Regions from separate parts of the Mus musculus genome. Here all the other regions are linked to region 3. Evidence: chromatin contacts called from public Hi-C and Micro-C data. All regions are on one chromosome and are shown on one strand. The core of a region is the stretch at or near the end of the contact, and the rest is flanking DNA. Distances in the headings are between cores, read along the strand shown.

Evidence for each region. Hi-C and Micro-C count contacts between places; a contact is called where the count stands out from the background.
Region 1: a contact with region 3 is called in a Micro-C map of B cells, with 2.5 times the contacts expected there. The contact joins the enhancer-like site here to the promoter of B3gat2 in region 3. A contact is called at or near these places in 1 of 15 datasets of contacts at CTCF or cohesin (large pre-B cells), 3 of 484 Hi-C or Micro-C datasets (B cells and pre-B cells), 4 of 115 datasets of contacts at active chromatin or transcription factors (craniofacial prominence, embryonic stem cells and neural progenitor cells) and 3 of 9 other capture datasets (adipose tissue, liver and pancreatic islet).
Region 2: a contact with region 3 is called in a Hi-C map of cerebellar granule neurons, with 2.2 times the contacts expected there. The contact joins the enhancer-like site here to the promoter of B3gat2 in region 3. A contact is called at or near these places in 3 of 39 promoter capture datasets (embryonic stem cells, hippocampal neurons and pre-B cells), 13 of 484 Hi-C or Micro-C datasets (the N1E-115 cell line, Sertoli cells, cardiomyocytes and 6 more), 7 of 115 datasets of contacts at active chromatin or transcription factors (embryonic stem cells, fibro-adipogenic progenitors, forebrain and 1 more) and 1 of 9 other capture datasets (pancreatic islet).

The regions. Positions count from the first base shown.
Region 1 is chr1:23,719,521-23,723,300 of GRCm38.p6, reverse strand. No RefSeq gene overlaps it. Among named protein-coding and RNA genes, the nearest start is that of B3gat2, 41 kb to the left of the region's middle. Within about 2 kb of position 2,515, at least 19 of the 459 cell types and tissues checked have an H3K27ac peak or open chromatin away from gene starts, as enhancers often do. A contact at or near this core is called in B cells, where this site is marked.
Region 2 is chr1:23,820,071-23,824,177 of GRCm38.p6, reverse strand. The region is part of intron 2 of B3gat2 (beta-1,3-glucuronyltransferase 2 (glucuronosyltransferase S)); the gene reads right to left. Among named protein-coding and RNA genes, the nearest start is that of B3gat2, 60 kb to the right of the region's middle. Within about 2 kb of position 2,352, at least 4 of the 459 cell types and tissues checked have an H3K27ac peak or open chromatin away from gene starts, as enhancers often do. A contact at or near this core is called in cerebellar granule neurons and cerebellum, where this site is marked.
Region 3 is chr1:23,759,966-23,764,058 of GRCm38.p6, reverse strand. B3gat2 (beta-1,3-glucuronyltransferase 2 (glucuronosyltransferase S)) reads right to left here and starts at 2,133. Exons shown (of 4, transcript NM_172124.2): 1 at 831-2,133. The coding sequence starts at 1,424.

The DNA.
Region 1 (3,780 bases), core at 1,266-3,765, 41 kb after region 3:
GAAGGCAGCTAGTGCTTGAATTACATCCACAGTCAGTCAGAAGAGAGCAATGAAGTGTGCTAATGCCCGGTTAGCTGGGTTAGCTGTCTTCATTGCACACAGCCCAGAACTCCCTGACTAAGAAATGGACCCACCCACAACTAAGAAGGATCCACCCCCTCAATTAACAGCATCAAGATACCCCCCCCCCCCAACAGGCATGCCTCGGGGCTTACTATCCTGGATGGTTCTATAGACTGTCAAACTGACACCTCACCATCACAGCACCTCAGCTATAATCTTAGTTTTTCTGAAATTTTGCATACCAAATCATAACCCTCATAATGAAAATAAAGGCACAGAATTGATGCATTTGCCAAGGTGAACACCGCGCATGTGCCGTCTGTATGCATATGTGCTGACGTGACAGAGACGATACATATCCTTTCCTATCTGTGAGAAACTTAAGCAGTGCTCATTACTATTTTAATGTTTAGGAAGAAGAAAATATGCACTAAAATTTTGCCCTAGCATAATATGCTGTCCATAATTGAGTATCCCGCTATGCCTGCTTCAGCTGCAAATCTTAACTAGCCACGCTGAAAGCTTTTCCCAGCTCCCCTCTTAAACATGCTACTGTGTGCACAGATAGCAAGCTGAGAAATCACTGTAGAACCACGGTGCCAGGCACAATGTAATCTTTTATACTAAACATTCACCTTGAAGTTTGGAAGCTGGCCTAATCCGCAGGGAAAGCTTTCTCTTCGCTCCTTTCCAGGTGAGCTACTGAATAGGCCACCGGGAGGGTTAACAGCGTGGACTTGAGCTGAGCTGGTCATTTAATCAGCGTCTACTGTGTCCCCGAAGCCCCTGCTTTTGTTAAAGTTCTCCATTCTGCCTGGTAAACACGGTGTGCCCTACTTCCTTCTGGAAAAGCTACGACTATAAAATGCATTTGATATTTTCCTTTCATATAACGAAACACTGATAATGGCAGGCAAAAACAAGGCCTCCCTCTCTTTTTCCCATCCACTAGCAAACTAATTGGATAAAGTACCGGTGAGAACTCAGAGTGGCTAATTGTCAATCATCAGGGGTGCTGAAGTTAGCAGTACCTGCTTATACATAGGGTATAAATTTTAGCAGTTGGTTATCCGGCCTCCTCTGTGGGATGTGTGTGTGTGTGTGTGTGTTTATGAATGTGTGAATATACGTGAGTGTCTGTGAGAGTGAGTGTGTGTGAGTATGTGAGAGTGTGTGTTTGTGAGTGTGTGAGAGTGTGAGAGTGTGTGTTTGTGAGTGTGTTAGAGTGAGAGTGAGTGTGTGAATGTGTGTGTGAGTATATGTGTGTGAGTGTGTATGAGTGTATGTGTGTATATGAGTATATGCATGTGTGTGTGTGTGAGTGTTTGTGAGTGTGTGAGAGTGTGTATGTATGTGTGATTGTGAGAGTGTGTATATGTGTGTGAATGAGTATGTGAGTGTGTGAATGAGTGTGTGTGTGTGAGTGTGTGTGTGTTTATGAATGTGTGAATGTACGTGAGTGTGTGTGAGAGTGAGTGTGTATGAGTATGTGAGAGTGTGTGTTTGTGAGTGTGTGAGAGTGTGTGTTTGTGAGTGTGTTAAAGTGAGTGAGAATGAGTGTGTGAGTGTGTGAGATATGTGTGTGAGTGTGTATGAGTGTGTGTATGTGTGTATATGAGTATATGCATGTGTGTGAGTGTGTGTGAGAGTGTTTGTGAGTGTGTATGTATGTGGTTGTGAGAGTGTGTATATGTGTGTGAATGAGTGTGTGAGTGTGTGAATGAATGTGTGTATGAGTGTGAGTGTGTGTGTGAGTGTGTGTGAGTATATGTGTATATGCATGTTTGTGGGTGCTACCTTATTTTCTTTTAAGATTTTGTTTCAACTTGTATTGTGTGTCCTTGAACGTGTGTGTTGGGGAGGGTGTGTGTGCATGTGAGTGTGGTGCCTGTTGAGTCTAGAAGACACATCAGAGACTCTGCCTGCAGCTGGAGTTACAGGCAGTTGTGAGCCACCTCTTCTGCCTTCTGGGAGTCTTCTGCAGAAGCAGCAAGCCCTCTAATCACTGGACCATATCTCCAGCTGAACAGCTATGTCTTCGTTTGTTTGATATGGTCTCTCACTACATCTGCTGCTCACCTCCTTAGCTATCCTGTCTGGCCAGATTGCTCCAGGATGCCCCTGCCTCTGCCTCCCCAGTCCTGGACTGCAGACTTTTTAAACATAGGTGTGGAGACCCCACCTTAGGCCTTCATGTTTGTTTGACACTCACCTTCCGGGCAGCCCCCCCCCACCCCCCCCCCCTGTGTTTTGATTTTGGTGAATCGAGTTCAGATTACAATCAGGAGGCAGGGCTTTCATTTTGCCATTAGCTAGTCGAGATAAAAGGGTATAAACAACATTTTATGAGCTGAAGAATAAGATAAATGGAAACCAGAAATATTTGTGTGAAAAGAAGAAATGAAACTGGAGTATATAAATACTCCATTGTCCTCATAGGTACGGCACCTCTAAAATATGGTGTATGGTTTTAGTTTCGTTTAATTCATTTCCATATACACATAGGCAGAATTTAGACCATGTATAGTTTGCTTTTCTATTGCTGGGATAAAATGCCATGCATGGGGTAGCTTAAAGAAGGAAGGGTACATTTGGCCTCAGGGTTCCGGAGGCCTAAGCATCCATCACCTTCACACAGGGAAGCAGACAGCAAGCAGGCATGGGCCCTGGAGCAGCCGAGGGCTCACACATCAAACCACAAACAGGAAGCAGCGAGTGAGTGGGGACTGGTGCGTGTCTTTTTAAACCTCAAAGCCCACCCACCAGTGACATTCTTTCACGAAGCCACACCTCCTAAACCTACCCAAACAGCTTGACCCGATGGGGACCAAGTATACAAATGCCCAAGTCTATGGGGGACAAAGTATCTCACTTAAATCGTTGCATACTTCCACGGTGAACTTTATTACATTCAGATATGAGTCTGTGCGGGCAAAAGAATATTTTCTTATAAACCCAAATGGCTAGGCCAAGATTTCCTTAACTCCCTCACCACCGAAACAGCGAATCTACCTGGGCTTCGCCTAGCTCAGTTATTACTTGGTAGTAATAATACCTTTGTTAATAAAAGCTTGAAAGCTAACAGAAATGGACTAATGGGCACCCTTTGATATTTAACAAATTAGAGCACCCCAGAGGCTGAAGGCTCAGCAGTGAAGAGCTCTGGCTACTTTCCAAGAGGAACTGGGTTCAAGTCCCAGCACCTGCATGGCTGCTCACAATGCTCTGTAACTCCAACTCCAGAGGCTCCCTGGCCTCCACAGGTACCTGCATTCGCAGAATATACCCATGTGCAGATATGCACACCTATACATGATTAAAATTAATAAAAATAAATACAAAATAATAAATAAAATTTAAACTTTATTTTAAAAAAGAAAGAACACTGTATTTTCTTTACATATGGGCATGGGTTGGCTCTGAGGATTTGAGAGCAAGTGAGTAAGACAGAACAATACAGAACAAGGGAAGGAATTCTGTACCTACTGCAAGAAGCTGGGCTACATTTATTTCAGTTCAAAATCCCTATATGAACACTTAGCACCTGCTGAATCCACGGGTTTTTAATATTTATTTTTAAGGGTTGACTTTTAGCTACCTCCAAGAGTATCCAGGGTAAGTTTAGTCTCTATGTTGTTTATAATGAAGTTTGGGAAGATCTGCGTTGGTGACATCACAGAGTATATGCCTGCATACATAAATCATATTCACAGTCTG
Region 2 (4,107 bases), core at 1,103-3,602, 60 kb before region 3:
TGAAACAGATGCTCTGTGTACACAAAATTTAGCCCCAAATACATTTCCTATTGCATGCTACCAATTGAGTTGGGTCTTGTGATCTCTCCCTTCCTTGGTCTATCCTCTCTGCTGGTTCAATCTTCCCTGGCTCCTCCCCCAACCGCTTCTGTGGCCAGGTGAGGTGACTGTCCCCTGGATACAATCTCAGGCAGCTCTATTCTCCCTAAACAAAGGCCCCCTTTTCCTGGCTTTCACACACTTGTGACCACTGAACTCCAGGCAGGGAATTCAGAGAACTGCAAGCATCTAGGAGACACTCCTGGTAAGTCACATGTGAGAAACACTTCATGGTCTCATCACGTTTGCGTCAGTCATGAACTGTCTAAAATGCTGAGTGTGTTGCTCAATCAGTGTGGAAAAGGGACAGATAACACTTTACCACTCATCTGGTGACCCCACCCCCACCTTGACAGCCAGACCTCCTGCTTTCCAGTCCTAGATCACTATTATTATTATTAATTATTATTTTAACTAATGTCATCCTTCATCCAGAAGTAAAAGTTTTCAACTAGGAGAACTGGTCCATCACATATCCTTGTGTCTACCACCCTAATTTCCTTTCCATTGGAGCTTTCAAAACTTTCCCTTCCCTCTTTCTATCCCTCCTATACCCTCTACCCCCTACTATGTGAGACAGTGTTTTACATAGGTCAGACCAGCCTCAAACTTGCCACATAGTCAAAGTTGACCTTGGATTCCTGAGCCTTCAGACTCTATCTTCCAAACAATAGGATTACATGCCTGTTCTACTATGGCCACCTGAGAGAGAGAGAAGAGAGGAAAAGAGGGGGAGAGGGAGAGGGGGAGAGGGAGGGAGAGGGGGAGGGAGATGAACACATAGAGGTGGGGTGAGGGAGAGGGAAGGAGATAATAGTCTCTGGCTTCTGAAACTGACACCGCCTTTCTCTTACCTCTTGGTCACCCTTGGCCCTTCCAGTCCCACACCCATTATCAACCCACTTCCCCCAAAGGTCTAGGATGGGCCCCAGAGTCTAAATCCCCTGCCACCTGGTTAGATGATGAAGCCTAATGGTTAGAAAAAGTTGTGTCAACAGAAACTACACTGTGAACAGAGGTTTAGTGTCTAATAACTCCAGTTCCTAAAACCAGAACTTGCCCAAATAACACACCTAGCGTTGATGGAATCTCAGGAGTCATTCTATCCTAACCTCTCCCAGGAACCTCTTCTTGTAGGCCTTTTGGCTTCATATATCCACAACACCCTTGATGTTCCTGTTCTCTCCAAACCTCTATGCTCTTCAGAGATAAAACGTCCTGTCTGCTCTACTGGAAGCCAACTTTCCTCCATTTTGATGACAGTTTGTTCTTACTGGGTGTCGCCCCTGTGGACTCCTGTCTTCCATACTGCCCGTGCTCCTGACTCTACATTCACCATCACCTACAGCCTGTGACGCCTGTGGTATTTAACAACCAGACGCACAATCTATTTCTCTGTCCTTTCTTTCCTCTACCATCTTCCCTGGTTCTGTCTCCCAGGATACAACCCCAGGCAGCTCCATGTTCCCTGAATGAAAGAGTCCTTTCTCAGGAATTTCATGTTCTCATGGTGGTTGGACTTTCAGGCATCAGGAAGATGTACCTGGAAAGCCACATGTGAGAAACACTTCATGATCATTTTGTGTCCATCATGAAATATCTAAAGCATCAAAAGTGACCGGGATATCACTTAACGGGCGTCTGGCTTTGTATATGAACACATCAGTACAATGGAGTCTCAGAAGCCATACTTGGCCTAGGAATCCCAAAGTGTGGCTTGTGTGTCTGTCTGAAAAGCTCAAATTTATGGAACATGCACCAGCCTTAGCTGATTAGTACCAGAAATGTGGCACATTCAGTTTGGTGTTTTTATCAGAAGAGAGTATCCACTGCACGCCAGACACTCACCCAGAAATTGTTCATGCCGTTATTAACCGAGTACAATGTTCGCCTTGCTGCTTCCTGGAGTTAATGCTAAGGTAATGTAAGGTCAACATAAACATGATCAAAATATACTTTATGGAAACATTTTAATATAAAAATGAAATATAGACATTTTAATATAACATATATGTATAATTCAATATAAGGCTCTCAGCATTAAGTTCTGAATTTAAGCAAATCTGGATTCCCTGGAGTGGCTTCAAATTACCTTCAGCTCAGCTCTTTCAAGCAATGTTCGTTACTGACATTTCCGCAGAAGTGGCCGAAATGAGGCTGTCACTTGAAAGTAATTCCCTGCCCACAGAGCAGACCTAAAATGCTGCGTGGACTGCCTGTTTGAGTCAGTTGTCAGATGCCAGAGTTATTCTGGGAATAGAAGCCTCAGGCACAGCCCTGTAGAATACTCCAGGGTTCCCATTGTCTTGGCAGAGCAGTGCATACCCAAAGCCAACAGCAAGCCACAGGCCGGCCTCCTGCAATGCTTCCTCTCCATCTCAGAGGGATGTTAACTTAAGGGGTAATGATTAGAGAGTTTTAAAAATGCCCTATAGAGCAGATCCTTTCCTTTAAAATAGTAGTACCATGTCACCTTCAAGAAAATATCATGCCACGTCTGCTTCTGTCTAACATCATGCACACAGGAAAACTTCAAAGCAGTGTCTTACGTTATCTGACAGATTTTCAGCATCAGGAAAGTCCAATGCGACACCAGAAGACAGTCTGAAGGCTGTATGGAGGACACGAGGCAGGCAGGAGCATCTCTCCTCTATATCTGATATTTACAGGAGCTTCAGTGCTGGGCTAAGCTATGGCTTCACCAAAACACCAGCATGCTGGGTTCTGAGCACTGCTGCTGGCCATGCTCAGGAGCAAAAGCAATATAGTCCACAGTGATTCCACGCTATATGGCTTCTCAGTCAGCCTGATAAATACTAGAGATACCCGAAGTGCAAAACATTGTCATAAACAACTGCCACGGAGCCACTGAACACCATTTTCTCTGCAGGATGCAGCTTCTGGCTTCCTTCTCCCACTTTAGAGATTATCATTCACGCACACTTATTCATCCATAGCCATTCATTCATTCTCATATTCATTCATTCATTCATTCATTCTCATATTCATTCATTCATTCATTCATTCATTCATTCATTCATTCACTCATTCACTCTCCCCTTCCCTTTCCTTCTCCCCTCCCTCTCCATACTAACACGAAAATGAGGAAGAAAGTACCTAATTCATGGGCCTAAGGACCTGAGAGCTCTTCTCCCTGTTTCTTTTTTTTTTTCACCATTTTTTTTTGTTGGATAATTTCTTTATTTACATTTCAAATGTTATCTTCTTTCCCAGTTTCCCCCCTCCCAGAAACTTCCTATCCCCTCCCCCTGCTTCTATGAGGGTGTTCCTCCACCCACCACCCACCTCTGTCTCCTCACCCTCAATTCCCCTACATTGGGGCATCTATTGAGCTTTCATAGGACCAAGGACCTCTCCTTCCATTGATGCCTGACAAGGCCATCCTCTGCTACATATGCAGCTGGAGCCATGTGTATTCCTTGGTTGGTGGCCTAATCCCTGGGAGCTCTGGGGGGTCTGCTTGGTTGATATTGTTGTTCTTCCTATGGGGTTGCAAACCTTTTCAGCTCCTTCAGTCCTTTCTCTAACTCCTCCACTGGGGACCCCATGCTCAGTCCAATGGATGGCTGTGGGAATCCGCCTCTGTATTTGTAAGGCTTTGGCAGAACCTCTAAGGAGACAGCTATATCAGGCTCCTGTCAGCAAGCATTTCTTGACATCCACAACAGTGTAGGGGTTTGGTATCTGGGATGAATCGCCAGGTGGGACAGTCTCTGGATGGCCTTTCTTTCAGTCTCTGTCCTATACTTTTCCTCCATATTTGCTCCCATGAGTATTTTGTTTCCCTTTCTAAGAAAGACTGAAGCACCCATACTTTGGTCTTCCTTCTTCTTGAGCTTCTTATGGTCTGTATTAGTTAGGGTTTTGCTGCTGTGAACAGACACCATGACCAAGGCAAGTCTTAATAAAACAACATTTAATTGGGGCTGGCTTACAGATTCAGAGGTTCAGTCCATTATCATCAAGGTGGATGCATGGCAGTATCCA
Region 3 (4,093 bases), core at 884-3,383:
ACCAACCCTTACAGACCTACAACATTACCACAAAACAGTCTCAAGAAAGGCCACCGGCTCTATCCCTGTGGCTGCATGCAGGTGGCCTCCCAGGGAACACAGGCCACTTCAGCAGCAGGGGGCGGGGCAGCGCTCAAGGAACTCAGGCCAAGCAAGAGTGGCTTGATAAATTCCACTCAGAGAATGGCCCAGCAGGCCATTCGGGTGATGCCTGGGGCAGGGGTGGGGGGCGGGTCCTTAAGGACTGGGCAGAATAATTCTAATTCATTTGCCAATGCGATAGGTAAAGACCAAAGGAAGACCCTCCCTCATACACGTAGGTGCATGTACCAGGGATCAATCTCACACCAGGGGGCTGGCTGTACTAGAAGAGATTGGTCCCTAAGCTGAGTTGTTAGTATCAACTCAGTGGGATGATATGTGGGATAGTACCTTTATCCCACATTTGTCTCCACTCAGAATCACCTGTAGGCACTGATCCAGTCTCCAAGAAAATCAAGCCTAGCTCCAGCTTTGGGCGTCATCCAGTTGGGCAAATCACCTGTACTATTATTTACTGAACACAATCCCGGACAGGGCAAGACACCTCGGGGCAGACTTCTCCACCCACCAACACCCCTTCTCCACCCACCGCAGCCAGCCGAAGAGGCTGTGGACTGCCCATCTTCAGCTGCTCCACGCCGAGTGCGGGATGCGTGCTCGAAGGGACTGAGAACTCAAAAGTGTACAGGAAGCACAAAGGGCATGCAGACCTTCGGGGCCCAACCGCCCCTTGTCCCCCCTCCCCCCCACACACACCCTACACCCCACCATCGGCGCTGGACCACTACCTCCTGGAAGAGCTCCAGACTGTACGTGTTGTCATCGTCGGCGAAGAAGAGCACGCCGGGTTGCGCGCTCTGATGCTGATGCCTCTGGCGCAGCCAGGCGAGGCCCGCGTTGCGCTGTTCGGTGGCGCGCGGCAGCCACGGTCGCTTGTAGCGCCGCGGCGTGGGCACATGCAGGTGCGTGTTGGGCAGGCCGGCCCGAGCTAGGAAGCTGCTCACCAGCTCGCTGCGCGTCGCCCGGTCCTCCACCAGGATCCAGTGCAACTGCGCCACCTGGCGGAAGGTGTTGGCCAGGCGAGTGAGCTCGGCTTTCTGCACCGGGCGACTGTAGGTGGGTGTGATGGCATAGATGGTGGGCAAGCGCGGCTCCGGCTGCAGCTGAGGCCGAGACTCGTTCCGCTTCTCGGCAGCGTCACGCCCGGGGCTACTCCGTCGGAGCGGGACTCGGGAGCCCCCGCAGCCCACTGCATGGGGAGAGAAGTAGGGACGGGAAGTGAGTTGGGGCGCGGGCCTGCGGGGGTCCACGTCCAACATGATGATGACAATCAGGATCCAGGGCAGGAGGATGAAGAAGCGGCTGCACAGCGCGGACTTCATGGTGCGCGCTCCCCAGCGTCTCGGACACCACCCCCTGCAAGGACTAGGCTCCGGGTAGGGGACCTCTGTGTGCAGTTAGGACAGCGGCAGCGTCTGCAATCAGGGAGAAGCCGCAAGCGCGCTCCCCTTCCGGACTGGGGCGTTGCGGGGACCTGGGCGTTGTGGGGTCGGCGCAGATGCAGGGCAAGCTAGAACTCCAGGGGGTGCAGGAGGACCGGCTAGGGTCTTGGGTCACTCTGGATGAAGTCGGCGGGAATCTGGACACGGTCCAGCCGCACTCCGCAGGTCCCGGAGTTGTGCCGAGTGCAAGCCAGGCGGCGGTCCCCGCTGCGCTCTTTTCCCGAGTGCGAGCCTGGAACGTACCAGGCGTTGTACCTTGCCGCTCCTGTCCCGCGTCGCTGAGGGCTAAGAGGATCCAGCTGCTGGCCTGGGCGAGCGTTCCGGGACCCCTTTGAAGGCGGTTGCCGGGAATGCTGAGGGCTTTCCTCCGTCACATGTCGGCCGGTGCAGCTGCGATCCCGGGTGGACACCGAGGATGCTGCGTCCCTAAGCTCCCGTTCGAGCGCCGCGGCAGAAACCTGTGCCGCTCTCTCCTTCTCGGAACCTCTCCCGGCTCCAGACAGCAAGATCCCAAAGCAGGGAAAGAAAGAAAAAGCGAGGGGGCGGGGGCGCTGCAGACTCGGGCGTCCTCCTAGTGCTCCGGTGGGAAGATAGCAGCGCTGCTACTGGCGGAGAGGGGCTGCGGGGCGGAGGCGGGAAGGGCCAAGGCTCTCTGCGGGGTCTGAGCCCGGTGGCACCAGGCGCTGCCTGCGGGCAGAGGCAGGGGGAGGGAGGAGGATCTCTGCTGGGTTGCGCGACCTCTGCCTGGGGTGTGTGTGTGTGTGTGTGTGTGTGTGTGTGTGTGTGTGTGTGGAGGTGGTGGGTGCTGTTTTCAGATCGCCCCAGGGTTCAGCTCACTGAACTGCTGCAGGGTCTTTGGAGATCAGCCAAGGAAACCCATTCACGTGTGACAAGTCCGGAGTCCTAAAGAGGGCAGAAGGAGAAAGAGGGAGGGGACAAAGCGGTCCTTCCCTGGCTTGAGGGTTGGTGTACAGAACCTCAGCAAAGAGAACCACTTTCTCTTGAAAGGCAGAAATCAATAGAATCCCACAGAGATGGAGGGGGTGCCGCACATAGGTGTCTGGCATGTGTGCCAGCCCATTCCAAGGAATCAATCGCAACTGCTCGGCCACAGTTGGATCTGTGGGGGACATTTTGACAACTCCGGCTGAGTATGTGTAACTTGCTTTTGTTCATGTTGGAGCCTTCCCAGTTTGCAGGCACAGGAATTATCCCCCAGGACCATCCCTGTAATCCTTTCAAGGAGGCTTTGGAGGTGGAATCACCTTCATTTTCTGGATGAAGGAGCAGAAGATGGAGACTTAAGGGAATTTCCTGAGGTCAGTGGTAACTGACTTAGTGGAAATAGAACGTGGGCGTCCTGGATAGAACCCACTGCCTCTTCACTGCACATCATCAGCACAGCCTGGCTGTGAGTGACCGGTCTTCCTAGGTGATGCCATCAGATCAAGTGGGTCAGAGGATGGCAAGCGGAAATACCTGGAAGACCCTCTCATATATAGAGAATCTATTAGCCGAACGAACCCCAGGCTGTTCTCATTCCAAGCACATTCCAGGGAGTCTGAGGAAAGCACCCCCACCCCCAATGAATCATTTCTGATTCCGTTTTCCTCCGCAACCCGACTTTCTCTGTCGCATGAAAATCCTTTTGACTATGTTCCTGAGGAACAAGCAGCACGCTGGGGCAGATCCTCCACCTTCACGTGGCTGTGTCCTGCATCTTGGGTTCGGTGTCTGGCACTGCGCACCTGTGAATTTTCACAACTACTCTCTTATGTTGTGGGGTAGTCACTAGAGAAGACTGCTCCGACTTGGGTTGAAGCAAATATATAAAGCATTTATTAGCCAGCCGGTGACTACATTGGGTGTTTGAATCCCAAGGTAGCGCTGAGGCTTTCTCAGGGTGAGCGTTTAAGCAAACAACAACAACAACAACACCAAAAAACAAAAAAATAAAACAAAACAAAAAACCAAACCTAAACAACAAAAGCCACGTTCTGGGTTGACATACTTCAGTTAACAAGAACAGTGCGTCAGAATCGGAACTACAAAAGGTAAAAAGCAAGGTTAGTGCATTTTGAGACTTCCCGTGACTATATGGACTTTGATGGATTGGGCCTTTGTTTCCGTTTTGGCAGGTGGTACGGTCTACATGCTGAGCTTTATACCCTGAACGGTGCTTCCGCCGAGGCAGTTGTGTTAAGGTCTAGGTGCCTACTAGGGGCCTTGTTACACTTAGATACAGACATCTAATAGTGAGTTCTCAAACGTTCTCCCTTTCTCCACAAACCAACTAAGTCCTAGCCTTCAGTCCCACCTTTCCTGTGTCACCCAGAGCCCAATGTTGTGCAAAGTGGTGAGGCCAAGATCCTAAAACAGTGATCCCATTAGACTCCCTGCTGTATTCTACCTCAGAGTGTGATGGCTGTGCCAGCATCCCAAGGGGAAGAAAACTGAGGGGAATCTCTACAGACTTTTCTTAAACTCCAGACAGTAACACACAAATGTGTCCAATCCCCTTCTCTTTCCCAAAGTTGTTATGAATCCTT